Linked DNA regions of Mus musculus: all the other regions are linked to region 3. The links are chromatin contacts, called in public HiChIP or PLAC-seq and promoter capture Hi-C maps. All regions are on one chromosome and are shown on one strand. The core of a region is the stretch at or near the end of the contact, and the rest is flanking DNA. Distances in the headings are between cores, read along the strand shown. Region 1 overlaps Yipf1 (Yip1 domain family, member 1). Region 2 holds the start of Dmrtb1 (DMRT-like family B with proline-rich C-terminal, 1). Region 3 overlaps Mroh7 (maestro heat-like repeat family member 7).

Region 1 (3,579 bases), core at 479-2,978, 640 kb after region 3:
TCTGTGTAGCACTTGCTTGCCTGTTGCCCTAAGGGGTCAGGGGAGTGAATCAAATTGAAATTGGAGATCCAGACAGTTGTGAACTGTCACATCAGTTCTAGGGATCGAATCTGGGTTCTGGAAAAGCTGCTAGTGTTCTTAACTGCCGAGCCTTCTCCAGCCCTCATATTTAACTCCTGAGTATGTATTACATGTCAATCACTGCTTAGAATAGCTCGTGTCTGGGTTTACTTGTTTGGTTCTCCCAAGAGCCTCACGGGTAATCTTCCTTGCATTCTGCAGGCAGGGAAACTGAAATAGGAAGGTTATGTAACTCTCCACCCAAAGTTGCTTTGCCTAGGATTAGAACCTACGGCCTGGAGTATGCTTTGCCTCAGGCACCTCGTTGCCTCACAGTAAAGCTCTGAGTGCAGTGTCTGATGTCTAACCAGTGCTTAATAAGCAGTGGCTACAGCCACGGTAGAATTTCCTTCCCCTTCCTTACCTACCCAAGGAAAAGGAATTATGTCAGCAAAGCTGGTGGCTCAATAAGGCCATTCCAACATGAAAAAATAAAAAATAAAAATAAAAACAAAAGACCTGTGATGGAGCCCCCGAGGGTTCTGGGCAACATGCTTTCATCAGAGTCCGACTGGAATTCCTAGGAGGGGCCTGTCTTTGCAGGAGGTGCTAATTGAATTATTTGCCAGTTTTCACGTTGGAAGGACAGGTGCCTTGGTTTAGCGTGCTCTGGGATTGTCACTTCAGAAGGAGGGCAGTCCTGGGAATGCTGTTCTTCAGGAGAGGACAGAAGATCAGGAGAGCGCCCAGCAATGGTCCCCAGGAGGTGCTGATCCACATAACACAGAGTATTTAGGTGGGAAGAAGCTAGCGTGGAGATAATTCAGGTGCCTCTGAGCTGGAACTCCGTATTTCAGAGACAGATCACTAGATGGCACGCAGAGCAGGTTAATCTGCACCCAGGGCATTTTAATGCATTTGCTAAGGAAATCAGTGTAAGCTCTTGTTTTGCTAGAGAGGAAAAACGTGTTCTTCCAAGGGGGTAGTTGGGTTTTATTTGATCTAAAAGCTAAGTATATTTAGACACTTTTAGTGAAGCTCTCTAAAGTATTTCAGTTACATAATTCAGTTGTTTCTATTAGAAATTTTTAGTCACCAAGTCCATTATAAAACCATAAAGGAGACACAAGTCACTACCACAAAGACACATGCTAAGGGGCTCATTACATCAACAAATGTTCATAAAGCACCTACTGTGTGCTGGGCCCAGGAATAGTGTGTTAACACCCCGACAGGGAGCTTGCTAAAGGCTTGATGGAGATGGAACCGCCCTGTCACCCACAGTGTCTATCGCAGCGACTGTCATCTATGCCTATGCCTGGCTGGTCCCTCTGGCCCTCTGGGGCTTCCTCCTGTGGAGAAACAGCAAAGTGATGAGCATGGTTTCCTATTCCTTTCTGGAGATCGTGTGTGTCTACGGCTACTCGCTGTTCATCTATATCCCCACAGCAGTAAGTACCATGCGGGTGAGTAGGCAGAGCCCTGCTGTTTTGGGTGGAAAATTAGAAAATTCAACAAAGTATCCCACGGGGGCCTTGTTATTTCCAGCCTAATGCTCCCACATCCCTGGAGGCTCCTTTTGAATTTAAATTGCAGGATGGATGGGTGCTGGGAAGGCAAGGGCTTTGGCTGTGTTCATCTGTCTGCACGCTGCTACTAGGGTGCTCTGCAAAGCCTAGCTCTGCAAAGCAGTGCTCTGAGCCGCTGAGTGCAGGCTCAGGAGTGGTGTGAACACATGTGCCAGGAATGAGGCACTCACCTCACACTCTCTCTTTTCCCAGGTCCTGTGGATCATTCCCCAGAGGGTTGTTCGTTGGGTCCTTGTCATGATTGCCCTGGGCGTCTCAGGCTCTGTGTTGGTAATGACATTTTGGCCAGCTGTTCGTGAGGATAACCGGCGTGTCGCCTTGGCCACCATTGTGACAATCGTGTTGCTTCATGTGCTGCTCTCTGTGGGCTGCTTGGTATGTTCTTGACGTGCCTGCTTGGTACTGTACTTATTTATTTACTTATCTAGGACGTACGAGTGTAGGCACATGCAAGCCACAGCTCACGTGTAGAGGTCAGCAGACAACTTCCAAGAGTCAGTTCATTGTTTCCACCATGTGAGTTTTGGGGATCAAGCTCATGCCACCAGGGTGCCCTAAAAGCCCCTCTACCATAAGAGCAGTCTCTCCAGCACCATAGGTGTATATCATGCGCACATGTCAACACTTACTCTGCAAATCCTTACACTTACCAGACACAGTGGTGCTTTTAAAATGGATCCTATGAACTAAATGTCAAGACTGCCCTGGGAAGGAAGCTGGTAAAAGGGTGAGGATTGGGTTCTACTGTCTGGTTTTCCTTGTTTCTGTGACGTGGTTAAGATTCAGCGTTTAAACCAGGCAGTCGTGGTGCATGGCTTTAATGCCAGTGCTCTGGAGGCAGAGTTGGGCAGATCTTTGAGTTCAGGGCCAGCCTGGTCTACAGAGTGAGTTCCAGAACAGCCAGGGCTACACAGAGAAACTAACTGGACAGTCAGATTTGCCAAACGGCAAACTTAAAGTTCAGTGAGGAATTCTATCTCAAATCAGTAAGGTGGAAAGAACATGGTGTTCTGCATGCTCTCTGCATGAACATAGCATGCATGAATCTGCACACTCTTTGCATCTCTCTCTCTTTCTTCTCTCTCTCTCTCTCTCTCTCTCTCTCTCTCTCTCACACACACACACACACACACACACACACACACACAGGTACTACCCAAATAAAGTCAAAATAAGTTTTAAAAGAACCAGTTTTGGGGTTGGGGATGTAGCTCTGTTGATACCACTGAGAGTCCTGGGTTGGTTTCCCTGTACCACAACACCCCGTTTATGTGGTGCCTGTAATTCTCTCGTTTGGGAAGTAGAGACAGGTAGAGTCAACATTCATCATTGGCCTCAGCTACCTAAGGATGTGGAGGCTGTCCCAGGCTAGAGACCTTACCTAAAACAAACACAAATAAAAATAAAAATGAAAATTACGTGGCACCTGTGTCAGGACCTTCAGGATATGCCCATGACACTTCAGGACACTCTACTAAAGGCAGAACTTTCCTGCCTGTCTTAGTCAGGGTTTCTATTCCTGGACAAAACTTCATGACCAAGAAACAAGTTGGGGAGGAAAGGGTTTATTCGGCTTACACTTCCATATTGCTGTTCATCACCAAGGAAGTCAGGACTGGAACTCAAGCAGGTCAGAAAGCAGGAGCTGATGCAGAGGCCATGGAGGGATGTTCCTTACTGGCTTGCCTCACCTGGCTTGCTCAGCCTGCTCTCTTAACCCAAGACTACCAGCCCACAGATTGTCCCACTCACAAGGGGCCTTTCCCCCTTGATCACTAATTGAGAAAATGCCTTACAGCTGGATCGCGTGGAGGCATCTCCCCAACTGAAGCTCCTTTCTCTGTGATAATTCTAGCCTGTGTCAAGTTGACACCCAAAACCAGCCAGTACACTGCCCATCATGCCGATCAAGAATTTTTCTGGAAAAGAG
Region 2 (3,496 bases), core at 374-2,873, 980 kb after region 3:
AAAGAGCCGCATTCCAAGAGCCTCAAATTTTACATTACTTGAAAACATACTTCAGGGGCTAGAGAGGTGGCTCAGCGGTTAAGAGGTTAAGAGCACCGGCTGCTCTTCCAGAGGTCCCAGGCTCAATTCCTAGCACCCATGTGGCAGCTCACACCTGCCTGTAATTCTAGTTCCAGAGGATAAGACACCCTCACACAGACATGCATGCCGGCAAAACACCAATGCATTATAATAAATAAATTATAAGATATAAATATAATTTTAAAAAAACTCAAGAAATCTACTTCAACCAGGAAAGCAACCTACAGCATAAAGAAACAATGTAATTAATGCACAAAGCGAGGGGGAAAAAAAATCTTAGTGAACCAGCCCATCCCCCTGGCCAACTAGCAGAAAGTTTTATTCCCCACCACATCAGGTGAAATGGAACAAGTGAGTGTGAGTACAGGTGCGTTAGGCTAGACACTGCAGTTAGGATAAATTAGCCTCGGCTCAGTGAAAGGAGGGTGCGCAGGCGCAGTTTAAGGTGAACAGCCACTCAGAAAAAGACTCTCCAGCAGGAGAAAAATGGCAGGCGGGGAGGGGGAGGGGTTGCCACGCAGGCACAAGAGATCTAGACCTGGGAGGGGGGAAGGGATGCCGTGCAAACGCGCTAGAGGGGCCACGGAAAGGCGCCACTGCCAAAGCTGCCCAGCTGCCATCTTTTTTTTCCTCTTGCAAAAGTACAGAGGCAGAAAACTGCATCTCAACAAAGCCCCCCTGCACTGCACATTCTTCCCTACCAGCTTTTTCCCATTGCTATCATCAGAAGCCACCCACCCAAATCCTTGTCTGGGAACAGGTTCTCAAGCGGGGTTACCTGGGGAAGGCGCCTTTCCCACCCCGGCACCAGTCTGGGACTCCAGCTTAGAGCCGGAGGCTGCTGGCCTGGTACAGGCCGGAGGAACCGTCGGCTGCACGAGGCTGGGCTTACCGTAGTCGGCGAACGGCAGTCGGGGCACGGGCCGCACTGGCCCTGGCACTGGCACGGGCCGCACTGGCAGGTGCTGATCCGGGTAGCAAAGCTCCGGCCTGGGCGCCTGTGGCATGAGCTGGGGCAGCCACGCGGAGGAACGGTCGCGCAGTCCCCCGGGGGCCCCTGGTCCAGGCTGGAAGGTGCTGGGGCCCGGGCGGCCACTTGGGCCCAGCTGGAAGGTGCTCGGGCCTGGGCTCGGGGCCTGCGGGGGCCTCTCGAGGAAGCAAGTGGCCGTGGGGCCTGGCCCAACGCCTCCCGGAACCGCCCTAGGCAGTGGGCAAATGCTGGAGCTCAAGGCGGTGGCCGCCGCTGCTGGAGCCCTAGGAGGCAGCTGGGGACCCTGCGTGCCCACGGTCGCCACCTGCTCCTCGGCAGCTTGGGTTCTGAGAACCTTCTGGGCAGCCATGATCTTCTGGCGCTCGGTGATCAGGTAGCACTTGTCACAGATGCACTGCTTCCAGCGGCATTTGCCCGTATGGCCCTTGACTGGTACCAGATAGCCATGGTTCCGGCACCTAGAGCACTTGGGGGCGCGAAGCATCTTGTCGTCTAGCTGGGCAAGCTCTGCTTCCAAACGCAGCCACCACTTCCCGAAGCTGCAGAGCAAGTGAAGCAGGAATGAGCGGTGCCCCCATAAGTCCCTGGTGCTGGGGACATTGGATACACTTGTAACAAAACAGCTCGCTGAATGTCCGGAGAACTGCAATAGGACTCTTGCATTTTTTCCACTTTCTGTGTGTGTGTGTGTGCTAAATTTACCGTGTTTCTGTGTGTTGGGCAATGGTGTACGGTGTAAATTAAAAATGAAATACTTATTACATGTATGTCATACGAGTTATTTGAAGTTTTCGGCACTTGAATTTTCAAACTTCCTGTTCCCGCCAAATTGTAACTGGAAAATAGATTTTTTTTTTTTTTTTTTTTTTTGAAAAAAGGCGGACTTCTACTCAACGGTCGAGGGTTTTAAAACTCCCAATGAACAGAGCTGTTAGTAAACCCGTACTATTGGAAAGTTCCAGAGAACACTGTGTTTTTCCTCCCCGAAGCAGCTGCTTCTGCTTCATCTCGCTCCTCTGTAGAGAAAAAGAGCAGTTCTGCTTCCAGAATATTCTTCAGCGCTTAGTGCAGTGTTGGTTACTTACAGGCATTGCAGAAACCATGAGTTTTTGAGTCCTGTTTGTGTAAGCACTAGGGTCTGAAAAATGCATGCTTAATAATGTTCTAAAGTGCCGGGCGTTGGTGGCGCATGCCTTTAATCCCAGCACTTGGGAGGCAGTGGCAGGCGGATTTCTGAGTTCGAGGCCAGCCTGGTCTACAGAGTGAGTTCCAGGACAGCCAGGGCTACACAGAGAAACCCTGTCTCGAAAAACAAAAAACAAAAAGCAAAAACAAAAATAATGTTCTAAAGCAAAACATGATAGTTCGGAACTAATTTGAATTACTGGCTTTTGGGTTTGTTTGTGTGTGTGTGTGTTTGTGTGTGTGTGTGTGTTTCTTGTTTCATATGGTCTTTTAATTGTCTTTATGAAGCCAAACACAACTACTTAAAAAAAAATTCCCTAGCCACTGGAAATACATTGATGAAGCATGCATACTTCTCTCAGGAGAGGGGCCATATAAGTAAACATTTGCAAGAGCCTTCCTCAGACATCTGCTCACCCAGTATAGGGCACACAGCACGGTGTGTTCAGACCTAACTTAGGGGGGCTTGCCCCTCCAGGATGGCCTTTATTCCCAGAATCTACCAATATCACAAGGAGCCACAATTTGCTTGTTTTGTGACAAAGCATGTGTTCCAGTCGGTTCACTCTGAGAGAAGGGGAGCTCCCAGCTTTGGAGAGTAATTCCACCCAAAAGAAAAAAAAATCACATACATGCACACACACACACACACACAAGCAAGCACAATCTCCATGAAAAAAAATCTAATAGCCTACATACAACCTGTCATTTAAATATATATACATATATGTGTGTATACACACACATACACACGCGCGCGCGCACACACACACACACACACACACACACACACGCTATCTGCCTCCTGAGTGCTGGGTTAAGGGCATGCACCACTACGCCAGGCTGTGGTTCTTTTTTTTTCCTTTTCAAAAGAAATATCTATGGTGTCTTTCAAAAGGTTTTCAAAAGGTAAAGACAGGCAGTGCTTTAAATAGTAAGCAGGCCATCTCAGAGGGTCAGAAGCAGCGCGACTATGTTCAGCGCGACTATGACTAAGATCAGAACTAAAAGACTACAAAAGTGGAACTATATCCCTACACCGTGCAGATTCCCTGGAGCTCCCTAAAGCCAGAAAGAAGTCTTACCCCACTGCATTAACTGTAGGATCTGTCCCAGCTGAGTCCCCGCGGTGGCCATCCTGACTCGGGCTGCTGTAGTTTTGAACCTCAGCAGAAATCGCTGTGGGACTCGGACACCATCTGCCCACTTCCCTCTGGAGAATGCACTGCAGTGACTCTA
Region 3 (3,468 bases), core at 935-3,434:
AAATGTGGATTCAATTAATCTGGGTGTCTCACATCTCCAGCCACCATTGGCAGCCTCGCTTTGGACTATACTCTCCCTGTCCTAGGGCTAATCAACATTATAGCCTACCGAAGCTAGAGAGATAGCTCAGTGGTTAAGAGCAGTAACTGTTCTTCCAGAGGTCCTGAGTTCAATTCCCAGCAACCACATGGTGGCTCCTAACCAAATGTAACGGGACCTCTTCTGGTGTGTCTGAAGATCGCTACAGTGTATTTATATACATTAAAAAGACCCGGGCAGTGGTGGCACACACCTTTAACCCCATAATCCCAGCATTTGGGAGGTGGAGGCAGGTGGATTTCTGAGGCCAGCCTGGTCTACTGAGGGCTACACAGAGAAACCCTGTCTCAAATATAACCCCCACCCCCCAAAAAAAGACACACTGTAGCCTACTTTTCACCCACCTGTTTAAAAGACATGCATGCCTCCAGGCCAGTGGAGAAATCTCTTAGGAAACATTGCCCCACATGCTAGCAATGAGAAAGAATAGGGACCCCAGACATATCCCAGAAAGTGGGGGGCACGAAGAGAAGAGAGTTCTATTCGACAAGCACCTATGACATGGGACCCTGAGCTGATCTCTTCCCATGAACTCGTTTGAAGAATACCATTTAATATTTCAAAAAGCACTCAACCATAATCCTGTAACAGATGAGAAAATCTAGAAAAATATACAGAAGAGGTCACTCAAGCTGGGAAAGTCGAGAGCCAAAACCAGGTGTGACATGCAGGCCACTCTGCCTTCAGAGTCAGGAGAAACTAGGAAACCAGCCAAGGTTTCCTGGTTGATATAGAATCGGGACTAAGGAGAAAGAACGGCAGGAGGTTGAAGGCAGCCTGGAAACCATCTCATGAGCTCCCTGAAACCTAACCTCAGGCTGTGCTTTCACTTACAGGCTCCAGACTCTAATGTAGGACCTGGTCTTCATTAGGTCCTATGCATATTCACTGAATAAGACCATATGCCAGCCCATGGCTAGACTCAGAAAGAACAGAGAATCCTGCCTTACCCTCATGGCATTACAGTCTAGTAGGAAAGACAGACAAAGGAAGAAGACATCAGGGCCATCATACCTAGGTGCACATGGTACATTAGAAGGAGAAATCAAGGTTGGAACAATATGGGAAAGCTTAGCCAACTGAAGGACAGCTCCTGTCGTGATAGAGTTGTTGTCTAACAGGGCAGTACATGCCTGTAGTCCCAGTACCTGAGACGCTAAGTCAGGAGGATTAAAAGTCAGGGGCCAGAGCTTAAAAACAAACAAACATGAAAAACAATGGCTAGTTTGTACCTCTGCTCCTGGTTCCATGGAGATAGGAGTTTCCCATCAGCTCCTAATCCCCATCTGACCCATTCTGCCTGCCTCCAACTGCCCAGCCGTACCACCATGCTCCCCTCCCTAGCTGTGCAGTGGCTAGGGACCTGACTTGGGCATACGTTTCTGGAGATCCAGGATGGTGTAGAGGATGGTGATGCCGTCCAGAGCCTCCCGTCCGATCTCCTCATCAGGATCCCCGATTCGAAGAAGGAGCCTCCCCAGCAGAAGACCCAGTGTTGGGAAGCCCGAGGATATCTGTGAGTGTCACAATCACAGGGAGGGAGTCTATAGCTACATAGTGCAGGGCAAGAAGACCTGCCCAGCTGCAGAAGATCAACTGAGAAGTCACCGGAATGCCCCCACCCCCGAACACCCACTAAGAATGGCAGGGTCACACCCAGGAACACTCACTAAGAATGGCAGGGTCACAAGTGTGTGGTTCAACACAGAGACGTTGCTGTTCACAGCCCGAGCCCGCTCGTGGGCCTTCCCAGAGTTCATCCAGGGCCCTAGGGGCTGTGGGGACAAGGGAGAGATTCTGCTACCATTGTCTGCCAGCCCCTGCTGTCTGTGGGTAAGTCAGTAATCTGCAAGAAGCTTCCAGAAGAAGAAAGAAGGCAATTTGCCACCGTCTTCCTTCTCTTCCTGAGGATCAATGACAGGTGGGGTTTGAGCTGAGAAGGGGACTCAGAGCAAAGGAAGGGACGGGGTCAATGAAGAGAGAAGAGACATGGATAACAATGGAGAAAGGGGTGGGGCAAGAGCAGTGGCTGTAGGGGAATTGCAGACAGTGACTCAGGAAGCTGAGATAATAGGATCAAAAGTTCAAGGCAGTGCTGGGCAATTCAGTGTGACTGTGTATACAGATAAACAAGGAAAGAGGGAACAGGACTCTGCTGTGGCTCAGAGGTAGAGGGCTTGCCTCGCAGGTACAAGGGTTTGGGTCCAACCCTCAGCGTCACCAAAACTAAATAACAGCGTAAAATACAACATGGAAGCAGGGCACTGGCTCAGGATGACGCCACTCCTTCAGAGCCCACCTCCCACTTGTATGAAGCCATTTTCCTACTTCCTTCTCCCTTTCCCTGCTTGCCCCGTGTCGTCCCCACCCCCCCACCCCCCACGCCGCACCTCCAGGATGCTCTTCAGCCCAGTAGGAGTGGGGTCTTCAATAAAGAGGGCATTCAGAAGTTTCTGCAAGGAATCCAAGGTCTGGTAGTAAAGGATCTGTGGACAGGAGGACAGAGCTGCTGGGAGCTTGTTAGACACCACCGCCCTCTGCTGGCACGACTTGTAACTACAAGGGGCTGCCAGTTCCTTCCACAGCAAGGATTCTGGCCATGACTTTGGGCCCTCTCAGGCCACCAGCTTGAGAATCCAGAACCCAGACGCTATCTTATCTGTCTGTGTGGCCTCACCCCTACCTATTATACAGCACGCCTGTCAGAGTCCCTGTCCCCCCACCCTCCAGTCTTCAGTCACATCACTTATCATCCTGGCAGTTGGCATGGGTTCTGTACAGGTTCTCTGCCACCCTCTTCCAGGAAACCACGTGCTCCATCCACCCTAGGCCATGTTCCTCATCCCATACTCTTTTTGATACCCCATGGTTTATGCTTGCAGCACTGACTACTGCGGAGATTTTTGGGTACTGGGTTCTTTGATGGCATCCATCTCCTCCACCGTCACACTACTGCGAGACTACCGTAGTGACCTGGAGAGGAACATGGCTAATACCTGCTGAGAGAAAGGGTAGCCGAACAGCTGGACCCCCCCTCTCACTCAACATCCCGCTTGACCCTAGCTCTCCTTGCATCTTATACCTTAGTATCCCCTGCTGTGGTACCTCCAGGAATGATTCTGCAGAGACTTAAAGATGCTCACCAAACCCCCTTTGAGGCTCTGTTCTCCAGGTCTCTGCCCAGTTTCCCCCAGTCTTCTTCCATAGAGCACAGTCCTCAGTACTACCCTCTTATCCTGCCCACTTCCTACGGCCTTACAGCATCTATCTATATCCCTGATACAGGACAGGGCCCTCCTAAGGAAGCCATTACTGCAACAGTTCACCCTTCTGCTGAATAGCTATCAAGTATCTGTTCAGACTGTCGCA

What was found. Promoter capture Hi-C pulls out the DNA fragments that hold promoters and counts their contacts. HiChIP or PLAC-seq counts read pairs in DNA pulled down with a chosen protein or histone mark.
Region 1: a contact with region 3 is called in a promoter capture Hi-C map of hippocampal neurons, with 4 times the contacts expected there. The contact joins two enhancer-like sites. A contact is called at or near these places in 3 of 39 promoter capture datasets (cranial neural crest, hippocampal neurons and pre-B cells), 4 of 484 Hi-C or Micro-C datasets (the HL-1 cell line, cardiomyocytes, cerebellar granule neurons and 1 more), 1 of 115 datasets of contacts at active chromatin or transcription factors (embryonic stem cells) and 1 of 9 other capture datasets (embryonic stem cells).
Region 2: a contact with region 3 is called in an H3K27ac HiChIP or PLAC-seq map of embryonic stem cells, with 5 times the contacts expected there. The contact joins the promoter of Dmrtb1 here to the enhancer-like site in region 3. A contact is called at or near these places in 2 of 39 promoter capture datasets (embryonic stem cells and pre-B cells), 2 of 115 datasets of contacts at active chromatin or transcription factors (astrocytes and embryonic stem cells) and 1 of 9 other capture datasets (adipose tissue).

What each region holds. Positions count from the first base shown.
Region 1 is chr4:107,343,168-107,346,746 of GRCm38.p6, forward strand. Yipf1 (Yip1 domain family, member 1) reads left to right here. Exons shown (of 10, transcript NM_145550.3): 7 at 1,345-1,511; 8 at 1,842-2,024. Among named protein-coding and RNA genes, the nearest start is that of Ndc1, 23 kb to the right of the region's middle. Within about 2 kb of position 1,729, at least 13 of the 459 cell types and tissues checked have an H3K27ac peak or open chromatin away from gene starts, as enhancers often do. A contact at or near this core is called in hippocampal neurons, where this site is marked.
Region 2 is chr4:107,682,607-107,686,102 of GRCm38.p6, forward strand. It overlaps Dmrtb1 (DMRT-like family B with proline-rich C-terminal, 1), which reads right to left and starts at 1,624. Exons shown (of 4, transcript NM_019872.2): 1 at 974-1,624. The coding sequence starts at 1,556.
Region 3 is chr4:106,705,982-106,709,449 of GRCm38.p6, forward strand. It overlaps Mroh7 (maestro heat-like repeat family member 7), which reads right to left. Exons shown (of 24, transcript NM_001126487.1): 8 at 2,490-2,585; 9 at 1,770-1,874; 10 at 1,478-1,613. Among named protein-coding and RNA genes, the nearest start is that of Mroh7, 20 kb to the right of the region's middle. Within about 2 kb of position 2,185, at least 49 of the 459 cell types and tissues checked have an H3K27ac peak or open chromatin away from gene starts, as enhancers often do. A contact at or near this core is called in embryonic stem cells and hippocampal neurons, where this site is marked.